Linked DNA regions of Mus musculus: region 1 is linked to region 2. A link is a contact called in public promoter capture Hi-C data. All regions are on one chromosome and are shown on one strand. Each heading gives the region's core, a stretch centred on a gene start, on an enhancer-like site or on the middle of the called end of the contact. The rest is flanking DNA. Distances are from core to core; before and after follow the strand shown. Region 1 holds the start of Zfp658 (zinc finger protein 658). Region 2 holds the start of 1600014C10Rik (RIKEN cDNA 1600014C10 gene).

Region 1 (6,257 bases), core at 1,457-3,956, 5.4 Mb before region 2:
TGAAATGGGACAAGAAGATACAGGACTGAGGATATTGGGGGGGGGGGCACAGGTTTGAGGGCTGCATCTACCTAAGCACCAGGAGGCAGGACAATGAGTGACATGACAGACTAGGAGGTACAGGAGCACTGGCCCCTGTGCTCTGCTCTTAGCTGGAGGAGCCCAGGATCTGCTACTTCCCATGTCTGTCCTCCAGTTTTAGAGAACTGGGCCCTCGGCAGCTGCTGCTTACCTCACGGGACCCTTCCTGCTCCTGTGGGTGCAGTCTCTGGGCCTTCTGGGACAATTTCATGTCAGCAGGTATGTTTCCTCTCTTGCCTCTTTGCTGGCAGATGCAATTTTTCTCAGGAACTGGAAGCTGGTTGAGTGGCTAGAGGTTCCCAGGAGAGCAGCTGAGCAGAGAGGCCAGCTGTGGTGAGGTAGAAAAATCCCCCAGCCTGGCTGATGTGGCCTGCCTTTGACCTAAAGAGACAGCAGAAAGCCCCAGTGAGGGAATGACCTTGTATCCTCAGCCAACATTTGCCCATGAGTTTCTAAGTGCCCAAGACATGCCCAGTGTAGACATGCTAGAACAGATAATACTCAGAAAAGCCCTGTCTGGTATTGACCAGGGTGATGACAAAGAAAACCCAAACACCATAATCTGGGGTCTGGGAAGATGGCGCAGTGGGTAAGAGAGCTTGCTGCACCAACGAGAGGCCCTGAGTTCAAATACCTAGCTATCTGAAAAAGGCAGGCTTGGCTACAAATGCCTGTAAGTCCAGTGCTGTGTGGGACAAAGAGAGGAGGACCTCTGGGCTCACTGGCTATCCGCCTAGCTCCAGGTTCAGCGACAGACCCAACCTCAACAGACCCAACCTCACGGGAATAAGGCTGGGGTGATGGAACACGACACTCAGTAGCTTACTCTGGCCTCAGTGCAGGTGCACTTACAGACTCGCACCTATGCCCACACCCACATGCATAGACTACATACAACACACATGCCAAAACCCCAAACAACTCCCCTTCCCTGAATTACACGCCAAACACGATAGTTAGGAAGGATTCACTGCAGCTGCTGTACCTTTGACTTGTGAGGAGATAAGGAATTAACCTCGCTGATGCCACAGTGAGGGCGCAGGTGTGTACCATGGGCACTGGGGATCTGCAGTGATATGACGCTCAGCCTGCCCTCAGAACCCACACAGAAAGACACATGAGAACGAGCAAGCTGCTCAGGCTGCTCCTTTTTCTGAGCTTTGCTAAGCTGTTCAGACACAGCCCTCCCCAGTCCCCAACTTTTTGAGACATGGCCTCACTGTGTTGCTGTAGCTGGCCTGCGGCTCTCTGCTTCCTGAGTGCTGGGACTAAAGGTGTGCGCCATTGTGCCCAGCTCTCACGAGAGCTCTTTTAAGCATGCCACCAGCATTGATACAACCATTTCTCTCTCAGAAATGACAACTAAGCTTATGGGCTGTTCCAGAACACACCCTAAGAGGAAGAGCAGGACCAGTCCCGTTCCTTCCCTACTCTAAACCACACCCAGTGCCCATGATCTCGGGCGGTCTCTGTGTGCCCAGCACCCAGAACCCTTTCTCCTTCTGAGAGCAGAGATGTGGTGCAGTGTGGTGTGGTGATGGCCACTCCTGGCTCTCTGTGCCTGTCTAGACATTTTCGTTTTCATCTATGCCCACATTGACATCCTGTTTCTCTTCCTTAAATTCAATGGCTCAATCCCTTCCCTGACTTGGAAACCCTGCACATAAACACCAGGCCCTCGACACAAAACATTTCTCCCTTGTCCACAATGTTTTTATGGTACACAGGACATATTCACTGTCATTCTGGACTTTAAGTAACCTCTGATAAGTGGACTGACCACAGGATTAATTTAACCACGGGGTTAAAATGGGCATACCTAGTTCCCCAGAACGTTATTACTTTGGCAGCCAAGATGACAATTTACTAGTTTCCAGAGAATCTTCAATAAACTCAATAGTGATACCCAAGGAACATACAACCTCCAATAAGGACACAGGGTCCTTCTGCTCAAGTGCCAATCACTGACTCTTATTGTGACCATATGGTCTCAGCAGAGGCAGCATTGACCCGCCTCATGTCCCAGCCCTCACATAAAACGGCCCGGGGATTAGGATTTGCCTTTTAAACGTTTGCTTTGCAGCGCTAGCTCTCTACAGGAGACTACATGCTGGGAACGAAAAGGTCCTGTTTTACAAGCCTTGCTACCTGCACAAAGGCTCAACTTGCAGCTCCGATGCCTGTGCCCTCTTTGCATATGCAAATCCCCTGGCTTTTGTTCCACGTGTTCTTAGTATTAGTTCCGCAGGCAGAAGCCACAGGCTGACCGAGAATGGCTGGCTTTCCCAAATTAAGCCCAAACCACAAATAATCTCATTTTCCATTTGTATCTGCCTGTTCTCTTCTCGCAGGCTACTACTAGAAAGCAGCGCGATCGCCCTCAGAGACGCTAGCCCCAGGCTTGCGGTAGCTGGCTGCACTGTCTGTCTCTCTCAGCAACCCTGCTCTCCCAACTCCCATAGGATTCCCACCCCAGCTCAACCAGGGCATCCCTCCAGTAGCTGTGTCAGCTGTCACTCAACACAAATCAGCGCTCAACAGCACAGCATCCTCCCTGCGCCCCTGCCGCTCACCTCTCACAACAATGCAGAGAACTCTGCACAGGACGCGCAGTGTCCCTCCCTGCGACTTCCGCCCCCGGGCCCTCAGTGTTAGAATCCAAACTCTCCTGGAGTGCGGGCAACAATAACAGAACTGATCTGCGCGGAGATTTAAGCGGATATGACCGCTCGAGACCACTTCCGTTTACTGCGAATCAGTGTTCTTCGCCACCCTCCCACACCCCCTTTTTTCCCCTTGTGGAGGCTGGCGAAGCGCATGCGCGCTACTATTTGTGACGCTACAACTTGCCAATACTTCACTTGGATCTTCCTGTAGTTTCTGTTCCTTTAGGAGCTGTCATGGCCACTCCCACAATACAATGATACAGGGACCACCATCACAGTGTGCACATAAGCAGGCAAAGCTTGTGGACTGTGACACAGTGAAAGTCCAAGGCTGTCTCATATTTTCAGGGGATTTTACTTCCTACCTATACGTGTATATCAGTTATTTCCAAGAGACCGGGATGCTGCATATTACTAAAAATACCATTTTTTTTTCTGTATATTCTCAGGGACTTAAAAGATTTTTTTCCTCTAAACTAAGAAGTAAATAAAAAATAAATTAATAAATATAAAGAAAAAAAAAACTAGGTTTGTTGGGAAATGGGAATTGAAGCCATGTGGAATCTTTAAAGATGAAGGTCTGAAATAAATGTGACACTGAGGCTTTTCATGGGGACCAGAGGTGGAGAAAATCTGTTGTCAATGACAAGTGTTTTTATTTTAATTCTTCATTATTTATTGTGTGTTTTGCATATATAAGAAATAGTGTAGAGGAAGGTGGAGAGGGAGATAATGATAAATGGTGAGAGATCAATTGATGACGAAAACGTGCAGTACAGTAGAGGGAATAAATCCATAGGCCAAAGTCGAATATCTGAACAAAATGAACGATTGTGTGCAGTATCTCAGGTTAGCGTTCTCTAGTTCTGTGTAGACAAGAGTATAGCATTGAACATGGTATGATCCCCTGCTTCTGCTTTCCAGGGCTGGGGGGTGGGGGGGATATGCCATCATGCCTAGCTTCACATATGATTTTGATTGTCTTGAGAACAAATTATAGTACTGGTGCTCTTGTGACCAGGGTTTTGTGTCCAAAGATACAGCTCCGGGGGTCCCAAAAAGTAGTCTCAGCCACCCATCACCACATGCCAAATTATATTAAACCACATAAAAGTTAATATGCAAATATCAACTTCTGATCGATTCTCTGCTACATCTTAGCATATGATTGATACCCACACGCACTTATTGCCTCCCGGGCACCACCTTGCTCTTCCACAGGCTCTCTCCTTATGCTTATGACCTCTCTAGGCTGTAAATGTGGTACAGTGCCCATCTGTCTTGCAGCCTGAGTCACAGTCAGTCCACCAGGAAGATGGAGCACTTGCCCTGTGGAGGTGATGAAGCACAAAAGAAGCTGAAACTGTATGCCTCTCCTTCTTTGTGCTCCATGAGACTGACCTAATGGGCAGCTGAGGAAGTTGCCCTGTCCATACCATAAAACCACCCCATGCATCAGGAGGCTGAACCACAGATACCCTGAAAAACATTGTAGGTCAGGCATGGTGGAACACAACCTTAATCCCAGCACTTGGAAGGCAGAGGTAAGCAGATTTTTGTGAGTTCCAGACCAGCCTGGTTTATACAGTGAGTTCCAGGCCAGCTAGGGCTACACAGTGAGATGCTATATTAAAAGAAATAACAGAAATGTATACAAAACAAACTGTCTAGGAGGGTAAATTAGGTACCTGGAAGTAGTTGCTACAGTACTCAGGGCACAACACCTTAAATTGGACCTGAGATGTTTTAAGCATGAGGTGGAGAACAGAATTTTCCAGAAAAGAGTGGAAGTGAGGGTGGATAAATAAGGAAGTTCATAATAAATTCCTGGAGCTGCATGTGAGAGAGGAGGTCCCGTGATGGTGAGATTATAGGTGTCACCCAAATCCCAAAGAAGGAGCTGAGCTGGAAATGACTGTGAAAGAGCATAAGCAATTATTTATTTATAAATAGGGTCTTATGTGCCCCAGGTTAGCCTCAAATTTCCTGTGAAGCCAAAGATCAGCTCAAGTTCTGATCCTCCTGCCTCCACCTCCTGCGTGGTTAGATTACAGGAGTATAATGTATGCAGTGCAGGATATCAAGCCCAGGGTTTCTCCCTGGGCAAGCATTCTGCCAACTGAGCTAAGTCCCAGAGAGGAGCGGAGTGAATGGCCACATAAGCATTTTAAGTACAAGGCTGAGATGATCATAGACATACTTCAAAAGGATTAGCTTTCCTACAGGAATCAAGGTAAGGCTAAGTGAAGATTGGATGGTGGCCAGATCTGCATTGCAGAAGGACTGGAGACAATAAGTGCAGCCTGAATGGAGGTTACAATAGTAACACTTTTCTGCTCACCAATGGTCTCTAAACCAGGAAGGTAACACTGTACTGAGATCTTTGTAGTGTAGTGTACACTTTATAGTGTACTGAGTAATACAACTTGGATGTAGTAATAAATTTCAATATCAGCAGGGCAAGATGACCTGGTGGGGTGCAATAAAGCATGCATGCTATACACACTGAATTGATTATGGAGGAAAAAGGCATCAAACTATAATCTGGCCATGTTTCTAGGCCAGAGCTCTCAAGTGGAAGTTCAAATGGAGCTGCAAATTAATTCAGAGATTCTAGTAGTCACACTGGAATAGAAACAAATGGAATCCATTTAACAGGATTTGATTTTGCCTGAAATGTCCAAATTACTATTTCTAGATGCTCAGCTTTCAATGAGTAGCTATTACATGGAAAAGTTAAAAGATTGAGGACTCTGGGACTAGAGATATGTGTGTGAAAGAATGTCGTGGGGCCCTTTTCTCAGGAAGTATTTTCTCTAGTATTATAAAGGAATTATGAGGGGAGCTGAAAGGGCTTCGCCTCAACAGCTGCTGTGAGGAGACTTTGGTGATACGGGTTCCACAGTTGCCCGGCACTTAAGGGGTAGGATGGTTCTGAAAGGCAGCTATTTCAGCTACCCATGCGTCTGGATCTTTAAGTAAGCCCAGTAAACGCACTGGTTCACTAAGATGGACTTTGGTGCAATCATTTCTTTGGTCTGTACCTGTGAGCCTCCTGCGGCCACACTAACTGGGATCCTGAGAGGGAGGCAGGAGCTGTATGGGAGAGAACGACGAGAGAAATAATGGAGGCCAAGACATGTTTCTGTTCAAGGCCCCCCAAGTTTACTAAGAGTCTGAGACAGCATCCGGCAGTCCACCTACAGGCTGGCAACAGGCACCAAGAATGGATTGGCGGGGGGATAGGCCTACCCCCTTTATAAGCACAGACTCTTAGTAAACTTGGGGTCCTTGAACAGAAGCATGTCTTGGCCTCCATTATTTCTCTCGTCATCGTTCTCTCCCATACAGCTCCTGCCTCCCACCCAGGAACCCAGTTAGTGTGGCCACAGGTGGCTACACTCACATGGCACACATACATACATACATACATACATACATACATACATACATACATACAGGCAAGTAAAAATATAAAAAAAAAATTGAAGAATTGTTTTTGTGTACTTG
Region 2 (5,751 bases), core at 1,094-3,593:
TTTTGTTGTTGTTGTTGTTCAGGTGCAGCCCAGGTCTCAGAGGACTGCAGGACACCACCCATACTCGGAAGCACAAGGCCTGTGACATTCTGGTTCTGAGGGCCAGCTTCAGCACCAGCACAGGCACCAGTCCAAATCACAGAATAAGAATCTGCACTCTCAAAAAGGTGGCTTCCTAACAAGACAAGGCATGTGAAGGAGTTAGGACAGAGATGCACACAGCTGCCCCCTCATCCATAAGGAACACACAGGGAGACTCCAGCAGATGCTTGAAAGTACGGTCAATCCGTCCAGCCAGCCTTTTTGCTCTGGTTTCTTGACCTTGTAACTCCTAAGCTTTGGGGCCATTGTTAAATAAAACGAGGTTACTTGAGCTCATCACTACTACTACTACTACTCAGAATGAAATTTCTAACCATATAGAACAGCCCATGACTTAAAACTTGCATAGCATTTCAAACTCATGAACTGTTCATTTCTGAATTTTTTTTTCACTTACTACTTGGCTGTGAGTAGCCGAAACTACAGAATGTAAAAGTGTGGGCAGGGTGGGGGGAGGGAGCTGGGAATGAGTACTGGACTCACCCATCTTACCCCTGATTACCTACTCAAAGAATTATCTACCTCCAGATTTGCTCTGAATAACATTAAGTCAAAGCCCATGGAGCAGAAAAGAAAAGGTTCCAACATGCACATGCCATTCTCAATCTCTACCACGCCCAGACAAGCCTTTGCCAGAAGACAAGCCAGGCTCCTTAGCAAGTGTCAGGGGGCAGGAGAGCCGGGCAAGAAAGGTTCCGCCCCAGCTGGGCTTCTGCAGTCTCCAAGGCAAGGCAAGGCTGGCCTAGGTTTCCTGAAGAGTAATTCCAGAAGTTATGGCAGCAACAGGCTTTTGTGGTGAAAGAAAGGTTTGGGACCTGGAGTCTATGTGAAAGCTTTCACTTTCTGAATTCTTCAGGCTCAAGAAATTGAAAGGTAACACGCCCCATTCTCCTCTTTCCAGGGGCCACCTCTGTCTGTCTGCGAGGAAGAGATGGGGGGCGCAGAAGACAGGACCTTCCCACGGGAGCAGAACGACTTCAATAATGCTGTCCTCAAAACAGGTCCTGTTCACCGGAAGTCCATCTGCCAGCCATAGGGAAGACAAAAGCTAACTGGGAGCCCTGATGTCCTATAGTCACCCAGACTGGAGGGAAGATGACAGCAGGGCTCCCATACACAGAGGAGGTGAAAAACTCAAACCTTTGGACAGCAGCCTGACCTGAGTCCAATCAAGTTGTGAGGAACAGAGGAGGAGGCCTCAGAGTAACAGGGGGCTCCATGTTCTTTATAGCAATCTTAGACGAAGCTGGGATTCAAATCCCCAGAGTAGAGGGAGGAAATGTGTCAGGGGTAGGGGGTGGGTAAGGGGAGGCTGCAGGGAGAAACAAACAGAAACTGAGTGGAAAACAGGTCTTTGGCCAAATAGCAATATTTGCTCCCCTGTCTGGAATTCCCCAGTTGTACTCTGTCCTCTGTGAAGTTCATCACCCTGTTCTTCCAGCCTACTAAGTTGTTTACTTACTTGATTGTTGGTATTTAAAAATAAGAAGATATCGAGGGTGTGCTGGCTCCCTCCCATAACCCCAGCATGGGGGAGGCTATGGTAGGACTCCCAGATCAAGACCAGTGAAGGTTACATAGTGAGACCCAGTCTCAAACTAACAGCAATAATACAATCTTACATATATCTTAGATCTTCCTAATTTCTCTTGAAAGATCAGAAGTGGTCAGTGGTAGGTTCGCTACATAGCTCGCAGAGTTAACTGACACCCATCACTCAGCAGCACCGTGCCCTCTGCACCCGGCCATGCATGCACCTTATCTACTTAGTCATAGAAGAACGTTTTTCAACAACAGCTCCAATTAATCTGGCCCTTTGATCCCCTGACATTCATTCCTGGCCATCCCTAAGCTAGAGCCCAGATTTCCTCCCTCTCTGGGCCAAGCACAGCAGTCCGCTAGGCAGAAGGCATAAACTGTGGGAAGACACCGCACCGCGCACGCGCACTCCCAAGCATCCAGGTTGCGGCTGGAAGCGCACGGAGCTGCTGACTACTCCAACCTCGGCGCTGCAGCTTAGGCCTTCAGTGTCTCAGGTCCTTTGCATTGAGATGAACAGCTCTAGCACTGGGCCTGACACCGTAGGGTCCCCGACCGGCTTCGCAGACCCCGGCTTCCCCGCGCGCACCTTTACCGAGCTGGAGTCTGGGACCGCCAAGGCACTGAGGCCGGCTCTGCTCTGCCAGCTCCAGAGAGGCGTTCACAGGCCACCGCCACCCTGGCTCCGCCCTCCCACCTTCCGGCTCCGCCGGCCTTCCGGGTCGCCGAGCTCTGGGTCCCCATGAGTCTGGGTCCTCAAGATGGGACAGGCCTGGGGAAAGATCTTGATGGCGGGGCGAGGCGTCCCTTCCGCGCCCCAGCGTCTGATTGACTGACACCAAGACCCAGGCTAGGAAGCTCTGTGCCTGCGGAAATGGGGAGCATCTGGGAGGGGACTCTGTGTCGCGAGGACCCGCTGCCCCCACTTCCTCTCCGCCTGGCCACCCCACTCAGTGCCCAACCTCACGTTTAGGATCTGGGACGGTTCCTGGAAGGTTCTCCTCGATCGCCCTTTGCGCTGGCTGGGTCTGTGACTTGCCGGACCCTTTCTCCCACAGGGTCCTGGACCTGGGAGATGATAGAGGGGCTTGGCTGTCAGGAGCGACTGCTGGTTAATTAACGCTGGGGCCTGCGTGGGACGCGCAGGGGCTGGTATAGCTTTCAGACCTCCTAAGACCAGAACAGAGCCCACTCCACTTGCAGGGCAAAGGGAGCCACTCAGAAAGAGAGCAGAGTAACAGAAAAATCCAGAGAGGCCTAGGGAGCAGTCCCCGCCCCCTGGTCCCAAGGACTCTAGGGCTGGCCTGAAAATATGCCAAATCTGGTATCTCTCCCAATACTGAACTTTAACCCTGAGCAAAGTCTTGAGTACGCACGGTTGTCAGTGACAAACTAGATACAGAGGGACTGGGCTAGCCAATGCCACCCAAATAGAGAGTGTGGCGAGCGAACTCCAGTCTAGGTCCAAGTGGCCCCTAGCGCGATCTGCCAGGTGGGGGTGGAGAGCTGCTGCGGGCATACAGATGATCTGTGCAGGGCCATATTATTTCTTCTTTTCTGTCTTCTTAGAAGGCCTCGAACCCCTTTTAACATCAAGATTCTCCTGGCTGGAGTGGAAAAGTCTGTGCGTTTTCGAGTAGGAGCTTTTGCCCGAGTTTGGGTGACTTTCAAGAGCCAAAGTTAACTGAGGCTAAGAATAGATTAGCTCCTTGCTCTCTGTGGAGCTATGAGGTGAGGCGCTTCAATGTCCCCCGCGGGCAGCGCCCTCTGGTGGCAAGGTCGAGAACCGGACTCGCTTGTTTTCTCCTTTGCCTAAATATCAGAAGTATGTAGCAATGATGGGAACAGGAAAGTTCAGTGGAGAATAGAGACTAGGCTATAAGACATCCACACCGACGATGAATAAAGCCCTAAAATTATCACCCTGACACCTAGAAGTGTTCCTAGACAGCCAGTAGCGGCTGAGGCCGTCTGTGAAAGAGGTGCACAGTAGGTGTGTGTACATCCACAATCCTGTTACTCAGATAGAGCTCCTTCTGAGGCAGAAAGCTCAACAATTTGAGGCTAGCTACCAGGTGCAGGGGTGTACACCTTTAATCGAAGCACTTGGGAGACAGAAACAAACAAATCTCATGAGTTTGGAGCCAGCCTGGTTACAAAGAGAATTCTAGCTGACCCAGGCTACATAGTGAAACCTTGTCTCAAACAAACAAGCAAATCCATCAGGGTTTGAGGCCAGCCTAGGCTGCAGATGGAGACCCTCCCTCAACTTTCTTCCTTCCTATCCCCAAGTTCACACACTGAAAGTCTTTAGTAGTGGACCTTTGGGAGGTGACTAGTGGCCTCATATAAGAAGCCCAAGGGAGCTTATTGTCCCCTTCCTCCATCTATGAAGTGCTTAGCTACACTAGACCTGAAACCTGCTGGTATCTTAATTTTGGACTTCCTTGTCTCCAAAGAAATTGGTTCAGTAGCTCAAATTCCCTATCCTTGCTATGTTGTTACAGCAACTTGAAGGGACTCCCCTGACACTCCCCTGAGCCTGTAGGAAAGATTCCTTTCTGTCTCTCTTAGCTTCTGGTAAAGTTACCAGTCTTCGATAACCCTTGGCTTACAGTGTTAATCTTCTCTATTGCTGCATGGATGTGTGGTGGGGGCGGGGGAGGGGAGGACAGTCTTCTAGCTGCAAGGAATCCCTAACTAAGACAGTTAGATACACAGTGACAGAGTTAGGACTCCAAGTCTTTTCGGGACAATAACAATTCAACCTGGTGGTCAAATGAGATTAGCCCACATAGGCTCATATGTTTGACTATCTGGTCCCCAGTTGGTAGAACTGTTTTGAGAAGTGACCTTGTTGATGGAAGTGTGTCACTGGGGGTGGATTTTGAGGTTTTAAAAGACTGATGACATACCCAGTGTGCTCTCTGCTTCCTGTCTGTGGACCAAAATATAAGCTCTCTGAGGCTGGAGAAAAGGCTCAGTGGTTAGGACTACTTCCTCCTTTTCTAGAGGACCTGAGTTCAGTTCCAGCATCCACGTTCATTTCACTACCACCTTTAACTCCAGCTTCAAAGGGCTCTGATATCTCTGGCCTCCACTGACAACTGCATCTGTGTGCACAAACACACTTAAAAATTAATAAAAATAAGTGTCTTAGGGTTTCACTGCTGTGAGCAGACACCATGACCAAGGCAAGTCTTATAAAGGACATGTAATTGGGGCTGGTTTACAGGTCCAGAGGTTCAGTCCATTATCCTCAAGGCAGGAACATGGCAGAATCCAGGAAGGCATGGTGCAGGAGCTGAGAGTTCTATATCTTCATCTGAAGGCTGCTAGCAGAATACTGGCTTCGGGGTAGCTAGGACTAGGGTGTAAAAGTCCGCGCCCACAGTGACACACCTACTCTGACAAGGCCACACTTCCAAATAGTGCCACTCCCTGGGCCAAGCATATTCAAACTATGACAATAATTTTTAAAAAGACACAAGGGGCTGGAGAGATGATCAGCGGGTAAGAACACTGACTGCTCTTCCAAAGGTCCTACATTCAAATCCCAGCAAACACATGGTGGCTCACAACCATCCGTAATGCCCTCTTCTGGTGTGTCTAAAGACAGCTACAGTTACATATAATACATAAATAATCTTAAAAAAAAAAAGACATGAGCCTCTAGCTGCTGCTCCAGTCACCTGCCACCCTGCCTCTCACTCTGCCACCATAACCTCTAACCTTGAGATTGGAAGCCCAATTAAACCTTCTCTTTTATAAGCTTCCTTGGTCATGCATGATGTTTTATCAAAGCATCAAAAAAGCAGCTAGGACAAACCCATAACATCAGGCACTTGCTGAATGCCAGCTGTGAGCACTACCTCTGAGCACCTGCCCGAGAGATGCATGCCCACTCCATGGCACAACACACACAGAACCCTCAGGCCAGGCCTAAGTCAAGCTTGGTGTGTCCATGAGGACCACCAACACTTCAGTCTTGAGAGATCTCTACTCTGAAAGTGCCGTCCGTCAGAGCCAAGATGTTTGGAGACTGACGACAACCTCGTGTTGGGCTCTGTCACTCTGATGAAGGTTAGTTCATTCTTCGGATTTCGGTAG

What was found. Promoter capture Hi-C pulls out the DNA fragments that hold promoters and counts their contacts.
Region 1: a contact with region 2 is called in a promoter capture Hi-C map of pre-B cells, with 2.7 times the contacts expected there. The contact joins the promoter of Zfp658 here to the promoter of 1600014C10Rik in region 2. A contact is called at or near these places in 4 of 39 promoter capture datasets (cranial neural crest, frontonasal cranial neural crest, pre-B cells and 1 more).

What each region holds. Positions count from the first base shown.
Region 1 is chr7:43,558,819-43,565,075 of GRCm38.p6, reverse strand. It overlaps Zfp658 (zinc finger protein 658), which reads right to left and starts at 2,706. Exons shown (of 5, transcript NM_001008549.2): 1 at 2,655-2,706; 2 at 233-462. The coding sequence starts at 292.
Region 2 is chr7:38,180,379-38,186,129 of GRCm38.p6, reverse strand. 1600014C10Rik (RIKEN cDNA 1600014C10 gene) reads right to left here and starts at 2,343. Exons shown (of 4, transcript NM_028166.3): 1 at 2,231-2,343. It overlaps D530033B14Rik (RIKEN cDNA D530033B14 gene), which reads left to right and starts at 2,348. Exons shown (of 1, transcript NR_165180.1): 1 at 2,348-3,558.